2 separate regions of the Macaca mulatta genome follow, and region 2 is linked to region 1. Evidence: chromatin contacts called from public Hi-C data. All regions are on one chromosome and are shown on one strand. The core of a region is the stretch at or near the end of the contact, and the rest is flanking DNA. Distances in the headings are between cores, read along the strand shown.

What was found. A called contact is a pair of places that touch in the nucleus more often than the background predicts.
Region 2: a contact with region 1 is called in a Hi-C map of fetal cortical plate, with 5 times the contacts expected there. The contact joins two enhancer-like sites. A contact is called at or near these places in 7 of 14 Hi-C or Micro-C datasets (CD4 T cells, blood, fetal cortex germinal zone and 4 more).

What each region holds. Positions count from the first base shown.
Region 1 is chr11:131,478,742-131,482,616 of T2T-MMU8v2.0, reverse strand. No RefSeq gene overlaps it. Among named protein-coding and RNA genes, the nearest start is that of ZNF664, 70 kb to the right of the region's middle. Within about 2 kb of position 1,391, at least 3 of the 40 cell types and tissues checked have an H3K27ac peak or open chromatin away from gene starts, as enhancers often do.
Region 2 is chr11:132,218,282-132,222,072 of T2T-MMU8v2.0, reverse strand. No RefSeq gene overlaps it. Among named protein-coding and RNA genes, the nearest start is that of SCARB1, 95 kb to the left of the region's middle. Within about 2 kb of position 1,497, at least 15 of the 40 cell types and tissues checked have an H3K27ac peak or open chromatin away from gene starts, as enhancers often do.

The DNA of each region.
Region 1 (3,875 bases), core at 142-2,641:
GAGCTCTTCTCCCCTTCTGTCCTGAAGGAAAATCTTTCCCAGAAGCTCTCATGAGACTTGTCCTCATGTCTCATAGGTGAAACCTGAATCACAGGCCCATCCCAAAGACCAGTCACTATCAAAGGGAACAGAATGGCTTTGCTGATTTAAACATGATTCATCCTAGGGCTGGACATGCAGACACCCAAACAAAATCTGGCTTCTGTATCATCAAGGAAGACAGGAGGATGGTTGCTGGGAAGGTAACTTGGACGGGGGAGTGTGTTTGGGCCTCAGACTGATATCAGGGATTAGTGCTCACATGGTTTTCTGGGAAGACCCACACAGAGCAGAGTCCTGGGGTCATGGAGTGGTGCTCCACTGACATCTGGTTCTTCAGAGAAGGAGGTTTGTCACTGTCAGAGATGAGACAGATGAGGTCAAGGGCTCTGAAAGCACAGAAGGTTTTGAAATCACATAAAGGGTCTGTATTGCCAGGCCTGGGGAAGTGCTAGAGAGAAGAGAAGCCTGGCCCTATTGACACTTTAACTGGCCTCATATGAACTTCTTTAAAGGAGACTGAAGAGCAGAGATTTTATGTAAAGGAAAAGAAATTCAGGGGCTGAGCTGGGGAGGACACTTATTTCAAAGAGCTTCTCTCCAGGCAGCTTTTCTCTCTGCCCCACAGGAAAGCTTTGTGAAATAGTGTCCTTCTCTGCTCAGCCCCTGACACGTTTGCAAACAGAACAGACTGGGTTTGTGCAGTGGCACTGCCGCCCCCAACCCCAGCCCAGCCACTCATGCAAAGAGCTATTGCCAGTAGGAAATGAAAAAACAAAGAGAGGCCTTTTCCTCTGCCTGCTGACCTCCTTTTAGGACCCTGGTCTACAAAATATCATCATCATCATTTCCATTTTGGAAACAGATTAGCCTAGTCTTATGTTCACTAAACTCTTCAAGCCTGAATCCCAAGGCACACTCACTGCCTCCCAGCCTATAACATGCCAAGTTAGCAGAATCTGTGGGCTCCCAGTTTTTCCACCTAGAAAGCAGGAGTGAATGCGTCCCTCCCTCACTACATGGGTACATAATAGAAGATCAACGAGGCCGCAGGAGCCAGGAATTCTCCTCAGCAGTCTCCCTTCCCTCTCAAACCATCCCACGGTACCCTCTGCAACAGGATCTTCAAATATTTTTAATCGTGCATCCCTACCAGGAAAAAAAATGAGCACAGTGATAGTTGAGTCCTGCAGGAAGCAGACACTGAGATGCAGTTAGGAAGCTGAGGTTAATTGCAGGTGACTCCTATAAAAGATAGAAGAGAGAGGCACAGGAGTGGGCAGGGCGAGCCTCCATCGCCATGCAGATCTGACAGCCACTGCCAGCACCACCAGGCTCCAGAGCAAAGACGGCCCACTGGAGGAGTCCCCCACTGAGCAGAAATGGCCAGGCCCAAGGACACCTGCCGTGCTTCGTGTGGGCGGGGCTGCCTCTGCTCAGAAGCTGAGGGGGAACCTGAGGCACACTGAATGACCGGAGGCTGCCAGGTAACCTCACTCCCTGCCTAAGCAAGCTCCTTCTTTTTTTTTTTTTTTTTTTTTGAGACGGAGTCTCGCTCTGTCGCCCAGGCTGGAGCGTAGTGGCTGGATCTCAGCTCACTGCAAGCTCCGCCTCCTGGGTTTACACCATTCTCCTGCCTCAGCCTCCCGAGTAGCTGGGACTACAGGCGCCTGCCACCTCGCCCAGCTAGTTTTTTGTTTTTTTTTTTTTAGTAGAGATGGGGTTTCACCATGTTAGCCAGGATGGTCTCGATCTCCTGACCTCGTGATCCGCCCGTCTCGGCCTCCCAAAGTGCTGGGATTATAGGCTTGAGCCACCGCGCCCGGCCAGCAAGCTCCTTCTTAAAGGGAGATCCGAGCAGTGCACCTCTATAGTTGCTGCATGTGTGTGTGTGTGTGTGTCACATGGGCTGCTGTATTATATGTCACATGCCCTAAAAATAGATCCAAAAATTAAAATTTCACAATGATGTGACATGAAACACACAAATAGGCACTCTCATGTTCTCCCTCTGCTCGCCTCTCTGACTGCACTGCTGTCACCCGACTCTACAGACTCTGTTCTGAGAATGAACACTCCTGTGCATGCAGCTTCTTTTTTTTTTTTTTTTTTCTTTTTTTTTTTGAGACGGAGTCTCCCTCTGCCACCCAGGCTGGAGTACAGTGGCGCGATCTCAGTTCACTGCAACCTCCACTTCCCGGGTTCAAGTGATTTTCCTGCCTCAGCCTCTCGAGTAGCTGGGATTACAGGTGTGCGCCATCACGGCCGGCTAATTTTTGTAGTTTTAGTAAAGACGGGGTTTCACCCCATTGGCCAGGCTGGTCTAGAACTCCTGACCTCAAGTGATCTGCCCACCTCGGCCTCCCAAAGTGCTGAGATTACAGGAGTGAGCCACTGCGCCCGGCCACATGCAGCTTCTTCATGGACCACTCCCCGCTTGCCTGAAGAGGTGCTGGCTCCCCTTTGTCCAGCAGCAGCTGATTATTCCTTGGGCCTCATGGGCTGCAGGGTCAGAAAGCAATCCTGCAATTCAGGGCACTCCCCCGGCCTTTTCATCCCCTGGCTAAAGTCTTAGATCCAGCATTTAAACCACATAACTCCAGTTTTGACCACAGAAACTCCCAGACACATAGCAACTGTCACAGCACACAGCTCTTCTTGTCCTTCCCTCAACTCTACAGGAAAGCAGCCGCCAGGAGGCAAGACCTTTGGATGTTGAAAGGGGAGAAATGGATACTTTGCCACAGCATCTGCAATATTGATCTGCAATCGTTTCCTTTGTCTGCATGTTGAAAATCCCCAAAGCTCAACCCTCTTCAGGAGGACACATGAAGGGTTGCATAGGGTCTGGGCTTCAAGTTCAAGCCCAGACACAACCATTGAGTCCCAGGGATTATGAACAGAAGCACAGCACCTTGGACACCCCAATGTTACCCAAGTCTCTCTCTAACGGTGCTAACGCCATCATGACCCAGAGAGCACCCACGTGGCTTTCTGAGGTGCTGCGTCCCCTGCTCTGAGAATATAGGGTGTGAAGCTAAGGAGAGGAGACTGAAAGGAACTACAGAGATCTAAAGCTTGGGAGGAGAGTTGAATCATTTGACAGCAGCTTCCCCCAGAGCAGCGGTCATGATAATTTTATGATGTTACATCCAGTACCAAGCTCATCATTGCCAGAGGACAGACCCTGCGACAGCAGAGATTTTTGTCTCCAAAGAAAAGTTCATTTCTCTTCTCACAGCAGGGCCTGGCTTTAAATATTTGTTGAGTTAATTTTGCTCTTCTCCTAATATTTAAGTTTCATTAAGGAGCTGAGGTACCTACAACACAAATATGAAGGAACACAGAAAAGCTGTTCCTTTGTCTTCCCTTTGGGAAGTCGGGGGCCTCTGCTTCTGGTGCAGTGCTGTCATCCCCAGCAGCTCCATCGTGCATTTGGTGGCTTCTCTTTTTCTTTTTCTTTTTTTTTTTTTTTTTGAGATGGAGTCTCGCCCTGTTGCCCAGGCTGGAGTGCAGTGGCACAGTCTCGGCTCACTGCAACCTCCGCCTCCTAAGTTCAAATGATTCTCCTGCCTCAGTCTCCAGAGTAGCTGGGATTACAGGTGCCTGCCACCATACCCAGCTATTTTTTATATTTTTAGTAGAGATGGGGTTTTGCCATGTTGCCTAGGCTGGTCTTGAACTGCTGGCCTCAGGTGATCTGCCCACCTCAGCCTCCCAAAGTGCTGGGATTACAGGCATGAGCCACTGTGCCCGGCCTCGGTGGCCTCTCTTGACCAGTGATAAAGAGCTGGCAGCAAAAGACAGGGAGAGGTCCAGACTTGTACAAACGGGCC
Region 2 (3,791 bases), core at 248-2,747, 740 kb before region 1:
ATGTTACATATCAACGAAGCAAAATTTTATAGGAATGCATGTCCTTTTGGTATGCATTTTATATATATTTTTCATTTACAGATTAGAGTTGTGTGTGTGTACAATTCCATGAATTTTGACACGTGGATAGAATTGAGTCATTACCCCTACAATCAAGACACAGAACAATTTCATTATTCCCCAAGATTTCCTCGTGCCTTCTCTTTTTTGTTTGTTTATTTGTTTTACAGTGGGCTCCCATAATTTTTTTTTTTTTTTGAAACAGGGTTTCGCTCTCTTGCCCAGGCTGGAGTGCAGTGGTTCAATCTTGACTCACTGCAGCCTACTCATTGCACCTCCCAGGCTCAAGAGAGCCTCCTGACTTAGCCTTCCAAGTAGCTGGGACCACAGATGTGTGCCACCACACCTGGCTAATTTTTTTTTGTAGAGATGGGGGTCTGGCTGTGTCGCCCAGGCTGGTCTTGAACTTTTGGCTTCAAGCATTACTCCCACCTCAACCTACCAAAGTGCTGGGATTACAGGCGTGAGCCACTGCACCCAGCCTGTGTCCTGTGCTGCCTTCCTCCCACTTTGTAGGGAAGTCCCTTGCCCCCATGTTTAGCCCTTGGCCACTAGCTATTTTTACCTTTCCAGAATGTTCTAAATGGCATCTACAACCTGTAACCCTCTGAGCCTGGCTTCTTTCACTCAGCACTGTCTCTAGATGCATGCGTGTTGTCGTGTGTAGCAATAGTTCATTTCCTTTCGCTGCTGAGCAGAACTGCATGGGGTGCACACACCAATGATTTTCAGCCGTTCACTTATTGAGGGACATGTAGAGTGGTTCCAGCCTTCGGCAATTGTAGTAGTCGGTTTTCACGCCGCTGATAAAGTCATACCCAAGACTGGGTAACTTTTATTTTTTATTTTTATTTATTTATTTTTTTTTTTTTGAGACGAAGTCTCACGCTGTTGCCCAGGCTGGAGTGCAGTGGCGCGATCTCGGCTCACTGCAAGCTCCGCCTCCCGGGTTCCCGCCATTCTCCTGCCTCAGCCTCCTGAGTAGCTGGGACTACAGGCGCCCGCCACCGCGCCCGGCTTATTTTTTTTGTATTTTTAGTAGAGACGGGGTTTCACTGTGGTCTCGATCTCCTGACCTTGTGATCCGCCCGCCTCGGCCTCCCAAAGTGCTGGGATTACAGGCTTGAGCCACCGCGCCTGGCCGACTGGGTAACTTTTAAAGAAAAAAGGTTTAATGAACTCACAGTTCACATGGCTGGGGAGGCCTCACAATCATGGTGGAAGGCAAAGGAGAAGCAAAGTCATGTCTTACATGGGACCAGACAAGAGGGAGTGACAGCCAAGTGAAAGGGGAAACCCCCGATCAGACCATTAGATCTTGTGAGACTTACTCACTACCAGGAGAACAGTATGGGGGAAACGGCCCCTACGATTCAATTATCTCCCACTGGATCCCTCCCACAACATGGGAATTATGGGAACTACAATTCGAGATGAGATTTGGGCGGGGACACAGCCAGACCATATCAGCCACTATGAACAAAGCTGCTGTGAACGTTCATGTACAGATCTGTGTGTGAAGGCATACGTTCATGTCCCTCGGGTGTACACCTTGGAGTGGGGCTGCTGAGTCAAACCGGAGCTCTGCATTTCACTTTTGGGGGACTGCCAGTTTCACAGTCGCTGTACCAGCCTGCTTTCCCAGCAGCTCTGCATCCTCACCAGCATCTTGGTATTTTCAATTTTAAAAACCTTCAGCCCTTCATAGTGGTTTCTCACTGTGGCTTTTATTTGCTTAGAAATACTTCTTGTCCTGAGATGAGTGGGACTTCCTCTCCACCCCCGATTAATTCATGTATCTGTGAATGACTGTCACGTATTGCTAGAATGAAACCAATTTTTACCATCAATTCTTCGTCGCTGCAAGTGCAGAGAAGCCTTGTTTTCATAAGGAAGTCGCCGGGAGTGGAATTCTTATACTCCTGGTTAGTATGCGAATGTCACGCAGCCATCTGTCATTGGAAGCGATTTTCGCTGATCTCCCAGCTGACAGGTCCATTTGACCTTTCTTCAGATTTGTAGAAAGCAGCAAAGTGGAAACCACCGGCTTGCAAAAGCGTTTCTTACCCAATCTTTAGACGGGTTCTCGAAACCCGTGTCCGGGAAGTTCCCTCTGACTGGGGCTGGGGGGTCAGGCAGGCTTTGCCTGTTGGCTGTAGAGTGGAGGGGTTGGGGGTCTTGTGAGCTGCCTGGGGGACTGGCAAGCAAGTGACAAGATCAGGAGAGAGTCCAGGCCCCGAGGACGGTCCCTTCAAACTCCCTGCGTCTGATCCTCTGGGAAGCTGAGACCAGCTTTGGTTATTTGATAACCACGATGAGGATTTTGACTTAACCTGCACATGCGACACATCACAGACACTTTTAACCCTTGCATTCAGGTCTACCTGCTCATAAGCTCATAAAACAGAAAAAAAGACAGTCCCCAGAAGGCATTCTGTTTTTTTTTTTTTTTTTTTTTGAGACAGGGTCTCACTTTGTCACCTAGGCTGGTGCAATCACTGCTCACTGCAGCCTCGACCTCCCAGGCTCAGGCGATCCTCTCACCTCAGCCTCCCAAGTAACTGGGATTATAGGCCTGTGCCACTACACCCGGCTAATGTTTTGTATTTTTTTTTGTAGAGATAGGGTTTTGCCATGTTGCCCAGGCTGATCTCCAACTCCCAGGCTCAAGCGATCCATCCACCTCGGCCTCCCAAAGTGCTGGGATAACAGGCATGAGCCACTGCCCTGGCCCTTAAGTCATTCTTGTGTGTGTGTGTTCCTGAGGGACTTAGCCTCCTGTGTGTCTCACTGGGCGAACACCTTGCTTCTGAGTGAGGTTTGATTTTTTTTGTAGGGTGTATGTTTGGACACATCCTTGGTCTTAAGCCCAGCCAACGACCTTAGCCAGGGCTCAGGGAAGGGAAGCACCGCCTGCCCCACAGCTGGAGGGCTGTGCTTCGGGACACCCGGTCCAGCTTCAGTGTCTCTGACTCTGAGCATCTTTGACTCTTCGAGACTTTCTTTTCATGCTCTCACTGTAGGCCCCAGCCCCCGCCAGTGACGGGACTCTACTACTTACTATGTTGCTTGAATTTGGCTTACTTTTTTTCTTAAAGAATTTTATTTTAAAAGGAAGGCAGTTGTATCTGTGAAATTATGGGTTCTTTGGGCAAGTAATATTTTTCCCATCTCCATTAAAATAAATACCTAACTACTAAGGATGTTCCTCCCTGCACCTCAAAGCGGCCTGCTACCTGCGATCTCGGCACCATCCCATGATTGTCTCCCATGCGCCCTTCGTCCTGCTCGGCCTGTGTCGCCCCTGCATAGCCTTTCCCCCCTTCTCTGCCTCGCTTAGTCTTCGCCATCATCGAAGGTGCAATTCCAGCCATACCCCCTCCTCCAGGAGGCACCCCTCCCCCATCACTCCTGCTTGCTCTATTTCCCTATCTCAGGACTCCTGGGACACTTTGTATCTCAGTTGATACTAGAATGTTCTAGAATACAAGAAGTCCTAATTCCAGTTGCTGTAACCCCAAACCCCAAGGACCTGCAACATAATCCCGGTACCTGCCCCTGTGCTGGAAACGAATATTCTTACCCAGGGTAGTTACTCACATTCATTAGCACTCCTTGGCTCACGCAGACACCCATTCTTTCAACATATTTAGCCACTGCCCACTACGTGCTAGGCGCGGGGGGTGCAATTGTAGACCAGGCAGAGGCGGCCCTTCCTCTCAAACAACTTG